Regions from separate parts of the Ovis aries genome. Here region 1 is linked to region 2. The links are chromatin contacts, called in public Hi-C maps. All regions are on one chromosome and are shown on one strand. The core of a region is the stretch at or near the end of the contact, and the rest is flanking DNA. Distances in the headings are between cores, read along the strand shown. Region 1 has its middle 38 kb from the start of KCNJ1. Region 2 has its middle 360 kb from the start of TRNAR-CCU.

Evidence for each region. A called contact is a pair of places that touch in the nucleus more often than the background predicts.
Region 1: a contact with region 2 is called in a Hi-C map of liver, with 5 times the contacts expected there. The contact joins two enhancer-like sites. A contact is called at or near these places in 6 of 16 Hi-C or Micro-C datasets (blood, hypothalamus, liver and 1 more).

The regions. Positions count from the first base shown.
Region 1 is chr21:29,645,699-29,653,266 of ARS-UI_Ramb_v3.0, reverse strand. No RefSeq gene overlaps it. Among named protein-coding and RNA genes, the nearest start is that of KCNJ1, 38 kb to the left of the region's middle. Within about 2 kb of position 2,311, at least 4 of the 54 cell types and tissues checked have an H3K27ac peak or open chromatin away from gene starts, as enhancers often do. A contact at or near this core is called in liver, where this site is marked.
Region 2 is chr21:28,871,245-28,878,831 of ARS-UI_Ramb_v3.0, reverse strand. No RefSeq gene overlaps it. Among named protein-coding and RNA genes, the nearest start is that of TRNAR-CCU, 360 kb to the left of the region's middle. Within about 2 kb of position 3,686, at least 3 of the 54 cell types and tissues checked have an H3K27ac peak or open chromatin away from gene starts, as enhancers often do. A contact at or near this core is called in liver, where this site is marked.

The DNA.
Region 1 (7,568 bases), core at 1,062-3,561, 780 kb before region 2:
GTCATTGTGCATTAGTGTGAAAGACCAACCAGTGACAGTCTTCTTGGGCAGGGTGGGCTTTCTCCCGGGAGGCATGAGGGGTGGCCTGTTGTCTTGTCTTCAGCATCCCCAGGACATGACCTTGGGTGCAGACATGCCCCCTTCCCTAGTGGCCCCTCAAAACTCTCCATGTGAGTCTTGGCACACAGTTGCAGGTACTGATGACGAGGTTTACCCAGGCCTGGGGTGGAGATTGTACGGATGCATACACAGTCTCTGGTCCTTCTGACGAAGACGAGTGAGGAATCCGCTGGGTTCAGAGTTGTGTGCTTTGTCTGTGGCTATAATGGTGGACCCTACTGGTCCATCACTCTGTGACTGTAGGCGTGTTGGTGTTGCCATTTAATCTGCTGACAGAGCAAAAGGAAATCAGGTATAACAAGCTCGAGGAAGCTAGAATTCTCTGCTGATCCATTGCTATGAAGGTTTATGACTCCAGTGTTTTTGTAGATTGGAGCGTCTGTTCTGCTCCTTAGCAGATGCTAGGGGATGCTGGTGGTGAATAGGCAATCAATAAGGTCATCATAGGCGATCCATTCCTCTCGATTGCTAAAAGAGCAGAACCACCAGAACCTTTGCAAATGACCTTTCTTTCCAGGTTATTTGATGGAAGACTGTCTGCTTCCAAGGACTCCTTCCTTAGGATTAAGGCATTCTACCACTTGAAGTCTACTTTTTAATGCAAATTCCCATAGAAACTTTTGTTGTGGTCATTGTTGTTTAGTTGTTAAGTTTTGTCCGACTCTTACAACCCCATGGACTGTAGCCCACCAAGCTCCTTTGTCCATGGGATTCTCCAGGCATGAATACTGGAGTGAGAAGCCATTTCCTCCTCCAGGGGATCTGCCCGACCTAGGGATCAAACCCACAGCTCCTTCCACATTTCTTGCATTGGCAGCTGGATTCTTTACTGCTGAGCCACCATTGTAATCACATTTAATCTTTAGCAACAGTTGACATACTTACACCCAGATGAAATAAGTCCCTGAAGGCACCTAAGGGGTGGCTGGAACCCCAAAGCAGCCTAAGAATCATGGACATACGAAGAGAGAGAGTTATGACAGGCACAGGAACCCAGTGAGTAAATGAAATGAATAGGAGACAGAATGTTCCAGAGAGCCAACTTGCCCATAGTTTAATGCCAGTGTTAAAGGCATTAAACTTTTATTCCAAGGTGGTAGCAGGGTTCCCGGCAAGGGCTGAACATACAGGGACTGCTATTGCTCCAGGCGTGCTCTATGATTCGATTCACTGATTTATCCATTTTAAAAGGTATTCAACATTTCTTAGTCCTTTCGAGAAAAACTGAACCGCATGGTGCATCACCATATTCAAAGTGTTTTATTGGGAGGTGGGGGGTGGGGACTGATTCCCCCTGAATGGCCTGCTTATCTCCGCTGCCCTGTGGTTTTGACTTGCAGAGTCTGATCCTGGTTTAACCTTCCAGGTCTTAGGGTGGTTCAAGCTCCAATATTTAGAGTTAAGATGTGGGGGACTGTCTAAAATTTTATTCTTCAAGAGAGAAAAGGTGGAAGGCGAAGTTCCTCTCCAAGTTGCCAAATTTAAAGAGCGAGATGCTTGGCCTGTTTCCATGGACAGCAGAGCACTTCCCTGGTGGATCACGGGGACAGCTGAGGAGGTGTCTTCCTTGGAGATTTTGCATGAAACGGGAGATGGGTCCTCGACAGGGTGACTGTGACTAGCACGGGGTCGTGTCTCCTGCGCTCAGATGATCAGAATGCAAATAAGGCCTTGGCCCCGCCCCCCGGCCGTTGTCCTCCCCATTCCAGGAAGTGCATGTCAATCAAAGCTTGACAGGGGAGATAGAGCTTTTTATTTTGGAAGCCAGAAGTTTGAGAACAATGACTGGAATTTCCTCTTTCTGTCCAGCAAGGGCTGTTTGTCACTGGGGAGATAAAAGTCCAGGGGTAGGGAATAAAGGTTATCGGAATTTGCGCTGCACAGAGCGGCGTGGGGGGCGCCACACGAGGAGGGGTTATGGAGGAAATCTATTTCAATGCCTGTCATTAAGTTTCCATTAAAAGAACATTCAGTTAGGAATTCAAAAATAATTTAATCTCCCCAGCCAGATGCACCCAGCTGGACTCCTTGGAGCTGAGCCCTGCAGAGAGGGAGAGTTGCAAGGGGGCTGAGGTTGGGGGGGCGCGAGGCGCAGTGAGGGCGGGTGTGGGTCCTTCCACAACTCCTTTCAAGCAACGTCCACAGCCCTGGGTGTTGTTGAGGCCAAAGCGTCTTTTCAGGTGAGAGAGGAACCCCAAGTTTGTCTTGTGCTACAGTAGGAGAAGCTTAGTACCGGAGCTACTTCCTGAGTTCTTACTATGTCTGGGGTTCCGTTTAAAGCACTTTGTTCACACTATCTGGTCTTCCCTGGTGGCTCAGATGGAAAAGAGTCTGCCAGCAAAGCAGGAGCCCCAGGTTCGATCCCTCAGTTGGGAAGATCCCCTGGAGAAGGAAATGGCTACCCACTCCAGTATTCTTGCCTGGGAAATCCCATGGACAGAGGAGCCTGGCAGGCTACACAGTCCATGAGGTCACAAAGAGTCAGACCTGACTGAGCGACTAACACTTACTTACATACCTAACTTAATTTTCCCGATGATCCAGTGAGGTGCTATTATTTCCCCTGTTTTCCACAAGAGGCAGCCCAGGTAAGGAACTTGTCCAGAGTCACTAGCTAGTCAATGGCAGTGCTGGGACCCAAACCCACATCTGTCTTGAAAGCCCATGGGTTTAAAATCACTCAAGTCTACATCCTCTGACATGGGTCATCCCCTGGGAGGACTCGCCAGGGCTGCCCGACATCTACTTGGATCCCATGGATAGTCAGTACCCATTTCTGGTTCTGTGTCATGCTCTGGGAGAAATCCCACATTGCTTGGCACTGGATTGAGACCCTAGCCGGTGCTTAACAAGCGTCTCTGGACTTGGGTGTTCTAGGAATAGTGGTATCTCTTTAGGTCTACGCGCACCCTAAGTATCTGTACTAACTAGATATATGTTGGTTTATTTCAGTCTGTCAGTAATCCGTCATTTGAGGTAGAAACTGATATTTTCATTTTGATCGATGGGGAAATGGAGCTTTGGATACCCCTGGAGGGCAGTGTTTATATTCCGTATTCACCTCCGTGTACCTATAGCACCAACACACTGCCTCATGTAGTCAGTAAGGGGGTTTTGAGTCAGTAAATGAATGAATGAATGATTTGCTCAAGACAACATGGGTAACGGTGGCTTTCATCCTACATCTGTCCGAAGAATTTTTGACCAAGCTACATTATTCATTTGCAGAGGGTCCTTGACAAATGACTTAGCTTCATCGAGTCTCAGTTTCCTTTTTAAGTAAAAGCAAGCTTTGAAATAGGGTTAGGGGGAGGATTAGATGAAATAATAGATGGAAAAGTTTCTTTATAAGAAGTAAATGACTACTGATGTGGCATAGTGGGGTAGGAGCATGGGTCTGAAGCTGGGAGCCCTGGTACTCAGGCTAGACCCCTGGCTGCCTGATGCTTCAAGGCCAAAGGACACAGAGAGCTGAGTGGGGCTGTGACAAAGACCAGAAGCCTCCTGAACATGGCACAGGCTATGAGTTGGGGGAATTTGAGTAGAACCTTGGTACCCTGGACTTCATTTCAACCCAACAGATGTTTGTTGAGGACCTCTTGTGAGTCAGGCACTGGGGATGCGAGGGTAAGGATGCGAGGATGGTTTCTATCACTGGGATAAAGAATCCTGAGGGGCTTAAACCAGCCTGGGGACCAGAGCTAAATGGGAGAAGTGCTGAATGTGGAGAAAGTTTATTTTTGTGCCTTAGGAAACATGCTTATGTTTCCCAAAAATGGTGTTGACATTACTGCTAACAATAAGACTATTGATTATGGAATGTATAATTATTGGGAATTTAAAAAATTCTTTACAGTATATCCTACTGGGGATGTACAGTCAGTGAAGTGCTTGTAAAGTCACTTGTGGGAGTTCTTGTCTCTGCGTTGCCATGCAACAATCTGACACAGAGTTAGGTCCTTTTGTTCAAGCTTATTTCTATTTATTATTGTTGTTATTTAACACTTTTTTTGGCTGCATGGTTTGTAGGATCTTAGCTCCCCAAGCAGGGATGGAACTTGCATCCCCTGCATTGGAAGTGCAGAGTCTCACCCACTGGACTTCCAGCGCTGCTGCTGTTGCTAAGTCACTTCAGTCGTGTCTGACTCTGTGGGACCCCATAGACAGCAGCCCACCAGGCTCCACTGTCCCTGGGATTCTCCAGGCAAGAACACTGGAGTGGGTTGCCATTTCCTTCTCCAATGCTTGAAAGTAAAAAGCAAAAGTGAAGTTGCTCAGTCGTGTCGGACTCTTAGCGACCCCATGGACCGCAACCCACCAGGCTCCTCCATCCATGGATTTTCCAGGCAAGAGTACTGGAGTGGGGTGCCATTGACTTCCAGGGCAGTCCCTGCCTAAGCTGATTTCTGGAGAGGAGAGCTTGCGCATTGTTTTCCTAGATGGTTTTCACTGTTTTCTTTGATTAATCATGCAAAGACCAGTTCTATGGTTTCAAAATCATGGAACAGGGTTTAGAACACTCATTTCTATTCCCGTGGCCTCTCCTTTCCTGCCTCATATCAAGCTAACCATTCTTTTTTTTTTTTTTTAATTCTGCTGCTGTTTCTTTTTGAAAAATATAAGCAATACACACATACCTATATCCCGCTCCCATTCTTAAACAGAAAGGTAGCATTCTAGAAACACGGTTTACTTAATAATTCATCCTGCAGATTATCGTGTAAGGGCCATTGCTGATAGATAATACCAGCTCCCACGGGCTCTCCCACCACCACCCACACCCCCCCCCCCCCCCCCCCCACCACCACCACTTGCCTTCACTGCTCTGCCGCACTTGCTGGGATCTTGCTGCAGAGCCCCCTACTCTGCTGTTATGTGCCAGAGAGATTCTGGCTGTGCCCATTTTGCATTCTTCTTCCATTGCAGAGTGCCTCCAGCTGCCTGGAAATGAGCTGGTCTCTTGGAACCAGAGTTCTCAGTGGAAGCTGATCTGCTTGGATGAACAGCCCTTTAAGAATCAAAACTCCCAAGATCTTTGGTTGGTGAAAAAGTCAGAACTGGTGTCCTCAAGAGCAAAGAGCCTTGCTCCCATAGTACCTAATCTGGGGTCTCTGCTAGGACAAGAGGGGATTGTTCCCAGGGCTTCTGGGTCATCACCTTTTGATGAGGATCCAGGGGACCCTGTAGGAAGTTATGGAACCTATCACTGTATGTGAAATTTTGTGCATAGGTACTTAGTTCAATGAATGAAATAAATAAGATGCTACAATGAAGTATAAAGAACATGCCGAGGGAGACAGAGAACGGGGAAGGCTTCCCAGAGGAGATGGCAGCTGACCTGAGCTTACTGGATGGGTAAGACTTAAAATAGGGAAAGGACGGGACAGAGAGCTGGGCACCAGGTGGGCACATGTCCCAGGCTAACGGAGCAGGAGGCACGGTTATCTGGGGCCCCTGGGAAGTGACGTACTATTTCCATGGCCACAGCACAGGTACAGGAGCGCAGCATTACTGTGCGGTCAAAGAAGGCTCGTCGTGTGACCCAAGTGTGCACCCTGGCTCTGCCAGTCCACCACCGGAGTCCTCGAGGGGCAGTGACCTGATTATATGGGTGTTTTAGGAATCTGCCTCTGGTGTTGATGTGCTGGGTAGAGTGGAGAAATTAGAGGCATAAATTAGCTTCCAGGGACTGGGAAGGGACGTGTCAGCATTCGTTTTCCAGGAGGGGAAAACCTGCTCAGAGACCACACGCTGAGGTCACTAGCGATGCAGGGGGAAGCAAGGGTGAGGGCCCTGGGCTTCTGCTTTCGAGTCACTTCAGGGCTCTTTCCTGAAGTCACCCATATTTCTCATGCCTGGGGGTCACCGTTCTTGAAGGAAAGCTCACCAGGAAGGTGGAAGCCAAGGTCAGGGGACTACTCACCAGGACCAGAGGGAGTGAGTCTGGGGCCTGGACAGGCACATCCTTTAACTGCTTTCCTGGGGACAAGGAAGCCACATACATCTACTTGGCATTGAGCAGCCTGAGAAGGCGAGTGGCTTGTCCACTTCACAGGGTGATGTGAAAAGTAAGTGGTCCACTGATGAGTGGGGTCTGCACTACCGGCCCATCTGGTTCTGGCTGCACTCTGAGTGGCAATGAGGGGCCGCCACGATCCCAACGGCCCTCTCACTTCCCCACGCTGTAGTGGTGGCCACACCCCACCCGAGCCCGGGGCCACCTCTGAAGGACATGCCCTGCTGATAGCACGGAAGAAAAGACAGAGGTGATGAAGAGGAGCGGTGAAGGCGGCAAGGCCAGTGAGAAGTTCAGAGGCTTGGAAGACAGACATGCTTGGTCAAACACAGCTTTCCCCGTTGGCTGTGTTGTCTAAAACGAGTTCTTTGTTGTTGTTGAGTCACTCAGTCGTGTCCGACTCTTTGTGACCTCATGGACTATAGCCCACCAGGCTCCTCTGTTTTTGGGATTTCCCAGGCAAGAACACTGGAGTGGGTTGCCATTTTCTCCTCCAGGAGATCTTCTTGACCCAGGGATCAAACTCAGATCTCTTGCATTGCAGGCAGATTCCTTACCACTGAGTCACCCTGGAAGCCACAAACTAGTTCTTAACCTTTCTGAACCACTTAAAAAAATTTTTTTTTAATTTTCGCTGGAGTAGAGTTGATTTACATGATCCCCCACCTTAGACGGTCCCTGTAAGGACAACTATATGAAATAATACACAATGAAATAGTATGTAAAGCATCCAGCAAAGAGCCTGATACAGGCTCCCAGGAGATGGTAGCTTGAGTGATGCTGCAGCCGAGGTGATGATTCTGATGATGAAGGTAAGGTGTGCCTGGCCCTGTGGCTGGTCTCACACAGTGACCTACTCCTTTAGCATGAGCATCACCACTGCCCTTTGCTTTCTTGGTCTTAACCGGAGACATAATAGCTCCCCTTCCTCCCATCACTGATTCTGCTTCTACTGCAGACACACTAAATCCTAGAAGCTTAGTGGTGAAAAGACCTTATGAAAACCCTGCTCGACCCAGTCATACGTAGAGAGACTGAGGGTCATGGGAGGAGATAGCGTGTCCAGTGTGTCTTGATGGACCTCAGAAAGTGTAGGTTTCTGACTCCACCTGTGTTTCAGACACTCCACCAGGTGGCCAGGGGAGTAGAAACAGGTGTTATTACAGCCCTACCTGGAGAGGAAGGTTATAGGGAGGGGAGCATACACAGGAGGTCAGTGGGTCAGTTATAAGCAAGCCTGTACCTTCCAGTTAGTGCAACGTGCTTCTGGCCAGCAGGTGGCGCCATCCACTTCCAGATCACAAAAGTGAATGTGAAGTCGGCCTCCAACAGTTAGCCGGTGGAGGGAGGGCTTTGGCCGACCCAGAAAACTCTTTAATAACCATTTTGTTGTTTACACATTGAACAGAGAGACATAAAATATCTGGATCAT
Region 2 (7,587 bases), core at 2,437-4,936:
GATTAGAGACCTGGAGAGGCTCATAAAAGCCTCTCCAAGCAGCTGTGGAAGTCTATTGAAATTATATTTTCATGAGGTTTTAAAATAATAATCATTCATTTTCTATGGAGGATACGGGAACAAAAGAATGCATAAAACCAAAAGAATAAAAATGCAAGGCTTATGTTAAGTGAGGAATTAATAAATATTGGAAAAAGATCCACTATTCCAGTTTGCTGATATTAAACTAATAGTCGTAGCTTTTTAACTTAGATAATTTCATTTTTGAAATGAGAATCATATTCTCTTACTCGGATGGTGGGACTCTAATCTTTTGCAACTGAATCATCACTTTAATTCATTACATGGGACACTAGCACAGGTTTTTTGTTTTTTGTTTTTTTTTTCTATAGGTACTTGCTAAATCCCTGTGGGAAAAAGTATTATATGCATTTGTGATAGAACTGTTTACCTTAATTTCTCTCATTCTCAGAAAAATCAGATCTTGTCACTTAAATTTCAATTTTTTCAGTAATGTTCTCAAGAGAATTTGGGAATCTCAAGCCTATTCTCTCTCACTTAAAATGCTACTTTTTAAGTTTTATTAATTATTTACTTATCTATTCATTTATGTTATTGAAGTATAGTTGATTCACAATGCCGTGTTAATTTCTGCTGTAGAGTGAAACATGAACTCCCAGATGTTCAAGTTGGTTTTAGAAAAGGCAGAGGAACCAGAGATCAAATTGCCAACATTCGCTGGATCATCGAAAAAACAAGAGAGCTCCAGAAAAACATCTATTTCTGCTTTATTGACTATGCCAAAACCTTTGACTGTGTGGATCACAATAAACTGTGGGAAATTCTGAAAGAGACAGGAATACCAGACCACCTGACCTGCCTCTTGAGAAACCTGTATGCAGGTCAGGAAGCAACAGTTAGAACTGGACATGGAACAACAGACTGGTCCCAAATAGGAAAACGAGTACATCAAGGCTGTGTATTGTCACCCTGCTTATTTAACTTATATGCAGAGTACATCATGAGAAATGCTGGGCTGGAGGAAGCAGAAGCTGGAATCAAGATTGCTGGGAGAAATATCAATAACCTCAGATATGCAGATGACATCATCCTTATGGCAGAAAGTGAAGAAGAACTAAAGAGCCTCTTAATGAAAGTGAAAGAGGAGCGTGAAATGTTGGCTTAAAGCTCAACATTCAGAAAACGAAGATCATGGCATTTGGTCCCATCACTTCATGGAAAATAGATGGGGAAACAGTGGAAACAGTGGCAGACTTAATTTTTCTGGGCTCCAAAATCACCGCAGATGGTGACCGCAGCCATGAAATTAAAAGACGCTTACTCCTTGGAAGAAAAGTTCTGACCACCTAGACAGCATATTAAAAAGCAGAGACATTACTTTGTCAACAAAGGTCTGTTTAGTCAAGGCTATGGTTTTTCCAGTGGTCATGTATGGATGTGAGAGTTGGACTATAAAGAAAGCTGAGTGCCAAAGAATTGATGCTTTTGAACTGTGGTGTTGGAGAAGACTCTTGAGAGTCCCTTGGACTGCAAGGAGATCCAACCAGTCCATCCTAAAGGAGATCAGTCCTGGGTGTTCATTGGAAGGTCTGATGTTGAAGCTGAAACTCCAATACTTTGGCCACCTGATGAGAAGAGCTGACTCATTGGAAAAGACCCTGATGCTGGGAAAGATTGAGGGCAGGACGAGAAGAGGACGACAGAGGATGAGATGGTTGGATGGCATCACTGACTCAATGGACGTGAGTTTGGGTGGACTCTGGGAGTTGGTGATGGACAGGGAGGCCTTGCATACCATGGTTCATGGGGTCACAAAGAGTTGGACACAACTGAGCTACTGAACTGAACTGAACTGAACTGAAGAGTAACTCATATATATACAGAATCGAATATATATATATATATATATATATATATATATAATCGAATTCCCTGTGCTGTACAGTAGGACCTTGTTGTTTATCAACCTACATATACCAGTTTGCATCTTCAAACCCCAAACTCCTATCCATTCCTCTCCACCCCTCTGCCTCCACCCTTGGCACCCACAGTCTGTTCCCTATGTCTGTGAATCTGTTTTTGTTTCATAGATAAGCTCATTTCTGTCATATTTTAGATCTCACATATAAGTGATTTCATATTGTATTTATCTTTTTCTTTCTGATTTACTTCACTTAGTAGGATTATCTCTAGGTCCAACCATGTTGGTACAAATGGCATTATTTCATTCTTTCTGATGGTCTGTCATTCACCTAAATTTTTAATTTCAGAAGAGGATCCAACTCAAAGCAATGCTCATTGGCAATAGACAACATCGGGGTGGGCTTGCTGGGAACATGTCTAACTGCAGAGTCTGACTTCTTTGCCGTGAAATTATCTAAGTTGAGTGATTTTTCACTTGAAGTCTTCTATTACTTATCCAGCTTCATTTTTTAAAAAAGCCTAAACATTTTTACTGCAAAGAAGTTATTCAAGTGTGTTGAAATGTCAGTCTCCCAGTGATGACTCTTAAAACAACATATTATTTCAGCACTCCCGTCCTCAAGGACCAGTTGTTTCAACATTCCCTGAGTCTCAACCCATGTCACAGCCAAGCCTTTCTTCTGCATGTGTCTGAAGATTTACAGTTCTACCCACTTGGACGGGAGACTCTGATATCGGTCCTGCCATGATGGAGGCAAGGTTAGTGAAGTTTAATTACTCTCATTATATTCACTGTATCATTCTTTCTTCATACTGTTATTATTATTATTATTTTTGGCTGCACCGCATGGCAAGTGGGATCTCAGTTCCCCAGTGAGGGATCAAACTCACACCTCCTGCATTGGAAGAATGGAGTCTTAACCACCAGACTATCAGGGACTCTCTGTTATTATTTTAGAAGAAAAGTTAGCACTGATTAAAATAAAAATCCAAATGGAAGTTCTGATTACACTGACTCACATTAAAAAAAAAAATTTCAGCCCTCCTCCAATGCATGTTTATCAACTGCCACAAACGATCATCAATTCTTTTCCTCAAGTAGTAAGACTATTCTTTTACCATAAATAACACACTCTTCAGGGTATGGCACCTTATTCAAGATTCAGAATGTATTCTATCAACTTCTGAATGTTATTCATTTTACTCCCTGACTCCCCATAGTAAGTGCCACCCATGAATTTTGATTTATCTTTGTTACAATAATAAAGTTAGGTAAACTAAAGAAATATTATGAAGCAAAGAAAATGTAAATTACTACGGCAGACACCATGGAGGAAATGCAGATCAGTGAATATCAAAGCCTGCCCTGCCAAGCTGAATAAGTCATATGTGACCGACTGTCGTAAATACTGTGAAAATGTATGAATAACATACTAGGGGAATATAGAGGGAGGAGAGATGGATTCAACAGTTTTGACGTGTGAAAGAGAGCTATCAATGCAGCCTTATAGAAAACTCACCCTCATTAAATCCTCTCAAATCCTCTCACATTTTTCCCACTTGTTCTTACAAAGATAATCTCCCCTCTGTCACAATCCACACTCACCCTACAAATTTTTGTCTGTACTTTCAGATGGGTTTCACATGCCTTTTCTTCACGTTTCACCCTCGTGACGGCCTCCTCCCAACACAGCCACGAGCGGCATCACCCTTGTGGTGAGCAGAGTACAGGCCAGGCCAGGAAGCCTTGCCTGAAAGAGGAGTTGTTGGTGGTTTGGCTGAGAGAACAGAAGGCTTGCCAAAGATGACTTTGCTGCTCGCTTTGAAAGTGATGTATGGTGGCCGCAAAGCTGTTTTCCCCAAGGGGCTGAGAAACAGTTCATGAGAAATGAGATGATGGCACGTGGAGGTTCTCCTGGGGGTCCCTCCAAGCTCACGCAGGCAAGGTACACCCTCTCTTGGCCAGAGGATATTTAGCATCGTTTCCATTGACCACAGACTTTGAAGCTCTGTGTACACTTTCAGCTGGGCTTTAAATAAAGGGCCTCCTCAGCTGTCATACTGAAAGGTTTGCAGACACAAGTCGTGGGGACCACACCTCCGCTCTAACCCACAGATGCGGCCACATCATTCACTGACTCATTGTTCTTTGTTTACAAAGTTCTTTCTCACTCTGGGGTCCAGCACTGAGCAAGGCAGTCCGTTTCTACTTGAATTCCCAGGATATTTCTGAAACTTCTCTTGCTTCTTCTTTGAGCCGTTCCTTCTATAAAAGGAAGAAGACTATCTTACCCTGTTCTCATAGAAGTTTTGTGTAATAGATGTAAAATAAACGGAGAGAAACAAAATGATAAGAGGTTAAAAAAAAAAATCCCCACTACTCTGCTCGCATAACCAAGAAAAAGACATACATCTGACCCGGCTTTTTCAAATTTAATTTTATTTAGGTATTTATTTTTGGCTCTGCTGGGTCTTCGTTGTTTTGCAAGGGCTTTTCTCTAGATCTGGCGAGTGGGGGCAGCGCTCTAGTTGCGGCGTGCGGGCTTCCCACTGGGGTGGCCTCTCGTCTCAGAGCACCGGCTCTCGAGCAGGCAGGCTCCAGCAGCGGCGGCACTTGGGCACAGTGCTTGTGACCCATGGGTTCAGCTGCCCTGCAGTATGTGGGGTCCCCCCAGACCAGGGATAGCAGCTGTGTTCTCTGCATTGGCAGCTGGATTCTTGTTCACTGTACCACCAGGGAAGCCCCTGACTTTGCTTGTTTTTAAAAAAATTTTTATTGGAGCATCATTGCTTTACAATGGTGTGTTATTTTCTGCTGTACAGCAAAGTGAGTCAGCCTTTGAATTTTGCATTACAAAAAGCGAGGTATATAGGATTCGAAAGGAAACTGATGATCTTTTGGACCCATGTATTTCTAATTCACCAAACATGTGTTTGGCACCCTCTGGGCTCCAGGCACTGGATTATATACTTGGGATTTGATTATGTGGTCCCCAAACTCAAGGAGCTCATTGAATATGCAAACAGGAGAGAGTCAACATCCCTGGGAATGCTGTAGGGTGAGTGTTGAAGCAGCTGGGATGCGTATCACCTTGGGAACCAGAGGTGGTACCCAGAGGCAGGACCTAGCTCCACTGCGCAAAAGAGATTGAATGGCTTGAGAGGAAGAGAAAATATCTGCCCTGGGTGTTTAAAGGTGAGCCCAACCATTTCCTCGGTTTATACATGGAAGCAAATGAGACCCAGAAAGATGTTGAGATAGGCATTGAGGCCTGCAGGTAACAGGTCAGCCTCACCATAGTCAGAGAAGAATAAAGAGGAGGGAGAGATGGGAAGACAGAGAGCTCAGCGGTGCTAATAGGCTGGAGCAGGCCAGGGAGGGGGTCAAGGCGGTTCAGCAACAGCAGCAACTGCTAGGAGCCCACTGGGATCCTTCAAAGGAAAGCCAACTCCAAGAAGAGATCAGAGGTGACCCCCAAGAAGGGCGTGCCAGGACTCTTCCGACTAAGCTCTGCAGGAGACTATATGCATATATGTGTGTTAATCACTCAGTCCTGTCCAACCGTTTGCAGCCCCACAGACTGTAGCCTGCCAGGCTCCTCTGTCCATGGGATTTTCCAGGCAAGAATACTGGAGCGGGTTGCTATTTCCTCCTCCAGGGGATCTTCCCCACCCAGGGATTGAACCTGCATCTCCTGTGGCATCTGGATTAGCAGGGGGATTCTTTACCACTGAACCACCTGGGAAGCCCTGAGGCACCTTGTAACGGTCCATTAAGGCTGCCCGAATGGACACAGGAGCCAGTCTGAAAGAGTTTCAGGAGTCAAATCTGGGACACTTTGAGCATCACAATGATTATGCAGGGTGGTGAACTGCAAACCATTGAAAAAATGCAAGTCCAGGCAGATAATAAGTAGAAAAATAAATAGATGGGGAGAAGGGGGGCTTCTAATTACAATAGAATACGGGGTGCCTATCAGTAAATAGAGTAGCTGATGGAGACAGGAAGTTATCACTTGCCACCATCACAGCAAAGACTGTAAAGATCAGGCAAGAATCAATCCAAACTGCACTAAACGAGAAAACGTGCTATTCAGGACCTCATTTGATGAACTCCAAATACGAACTTCCAACTACACCATGTTCGATTGACTGTGTCAGTTAACTATACCGTAATCATGTGAAAGAAGAGTCCTGGTCTTAGGAAATTTACAGTTAAGTATTTAGGAGTAAAGAACATAATGAATACAATTTACCCTGGAAATTTACTGAGAGAAAAAAAAAAAAAAGCCAAGTGAGAGTGTATAGATAGCCACATAGAGCAAATGACAAAGCAGACAGGGTTAAATGTTAACAAGAGGTGAACCTGGGCAGAAGGTATATGGGAACTTCTGTACTACCCACACACCCTCTGTGTCAGCCCTCTGGATGGCCGCATTCAGCATCCGCGGTTCCGCATCCAAGGATACAGGCAGCTGGCCGGGCTGCATCATTTTATATAAGAGATCTAAGCATTCACAGAATTTCGTGTCTGCTGGAGGTCCTGGAACCAACCTCCCTCATATACTGGGGGCAACTGTATTCTTCAGTTTTCTGTTAAGTTTAAAATTATTTCCGAATAAACAGTTTATTTTAAATGCACTGCCATATGTTAGGGAAAGTTCTGCTCCCTGGATTTCTGCAGAAGGCGAGGAGAATCCGCCGTCGGCACTGCGAGAATGTCCACCATTAACCCTCTCTCTTTGGAACCTGGGGCAGCTCCTCCCCTCTGCCTTTTGTCGGCTGGGAGACCCAGAGCTAATTAGCTGGTAACACAGTAGGTGTGCAGGAAACCTTTGTGGAAGGTTGGAGGAAGACAGTGCGATCACATCGTGGATTTCAGTTATTGCACATCGTGCAATGCAGTTAGTTATGGCTCGCTGCTCTTAACCTTTCCTAGCCGTCTGAGACCAAGGGAATAGCCTTGCACTGGCTCTGTTCCCCGACCTCTAGACTCCCACCTGGGGTTCTAAGACAGAAATGGCTACAACCAGATTTTTGGTCTGAATTTTTTTTTCTTTTTTTTTTTTCCTCCTCCTGCCCCCTGCCTCTCACTCTGCTACTGTGGCTGCTGCTGTTTAAAGAAAAGATAAGGAGACACTGCAAGTATATTGAATGCTTATCTCCAAAACTATACGAAGTGCTTTACAGAAGTAACTTTGTTTGAAGCACAACACTTAAGACGTGCGTCCTGTTTTCCAGGTGATGGAATCGTCATTAATCAGTATCTTGGCTAAGGTTTCATTCCTGGTCTCCCACACCCCTCTAATCCCCTACTACATGTTTCTACATGTAGTATGTATCAGAATGCTGACTCCCAATTCCAAAGAAGGCAAAGGAAACAAGCTTGGGGAAAGTCTGCAAAGAGAAATAAGCTTAGTGTAGGTATGGCGTTCATATTTTAAAAGTACTAGGCTTTAACGCGGAGAAGGCGATGGCATCCCACTCCAGTACTCTTGCCTGGAAAATTCCATGGACGGAGGAGCCTGGTAGGCTGCAGTCCATGGGGTCACGAAGAGTTGGACACGACTGAGCGACTTCACTTTCACTTTCATGCATTGGAGAAGGAAATGGCAACCTACTCCAATGTTCTTGCCTGGAGAA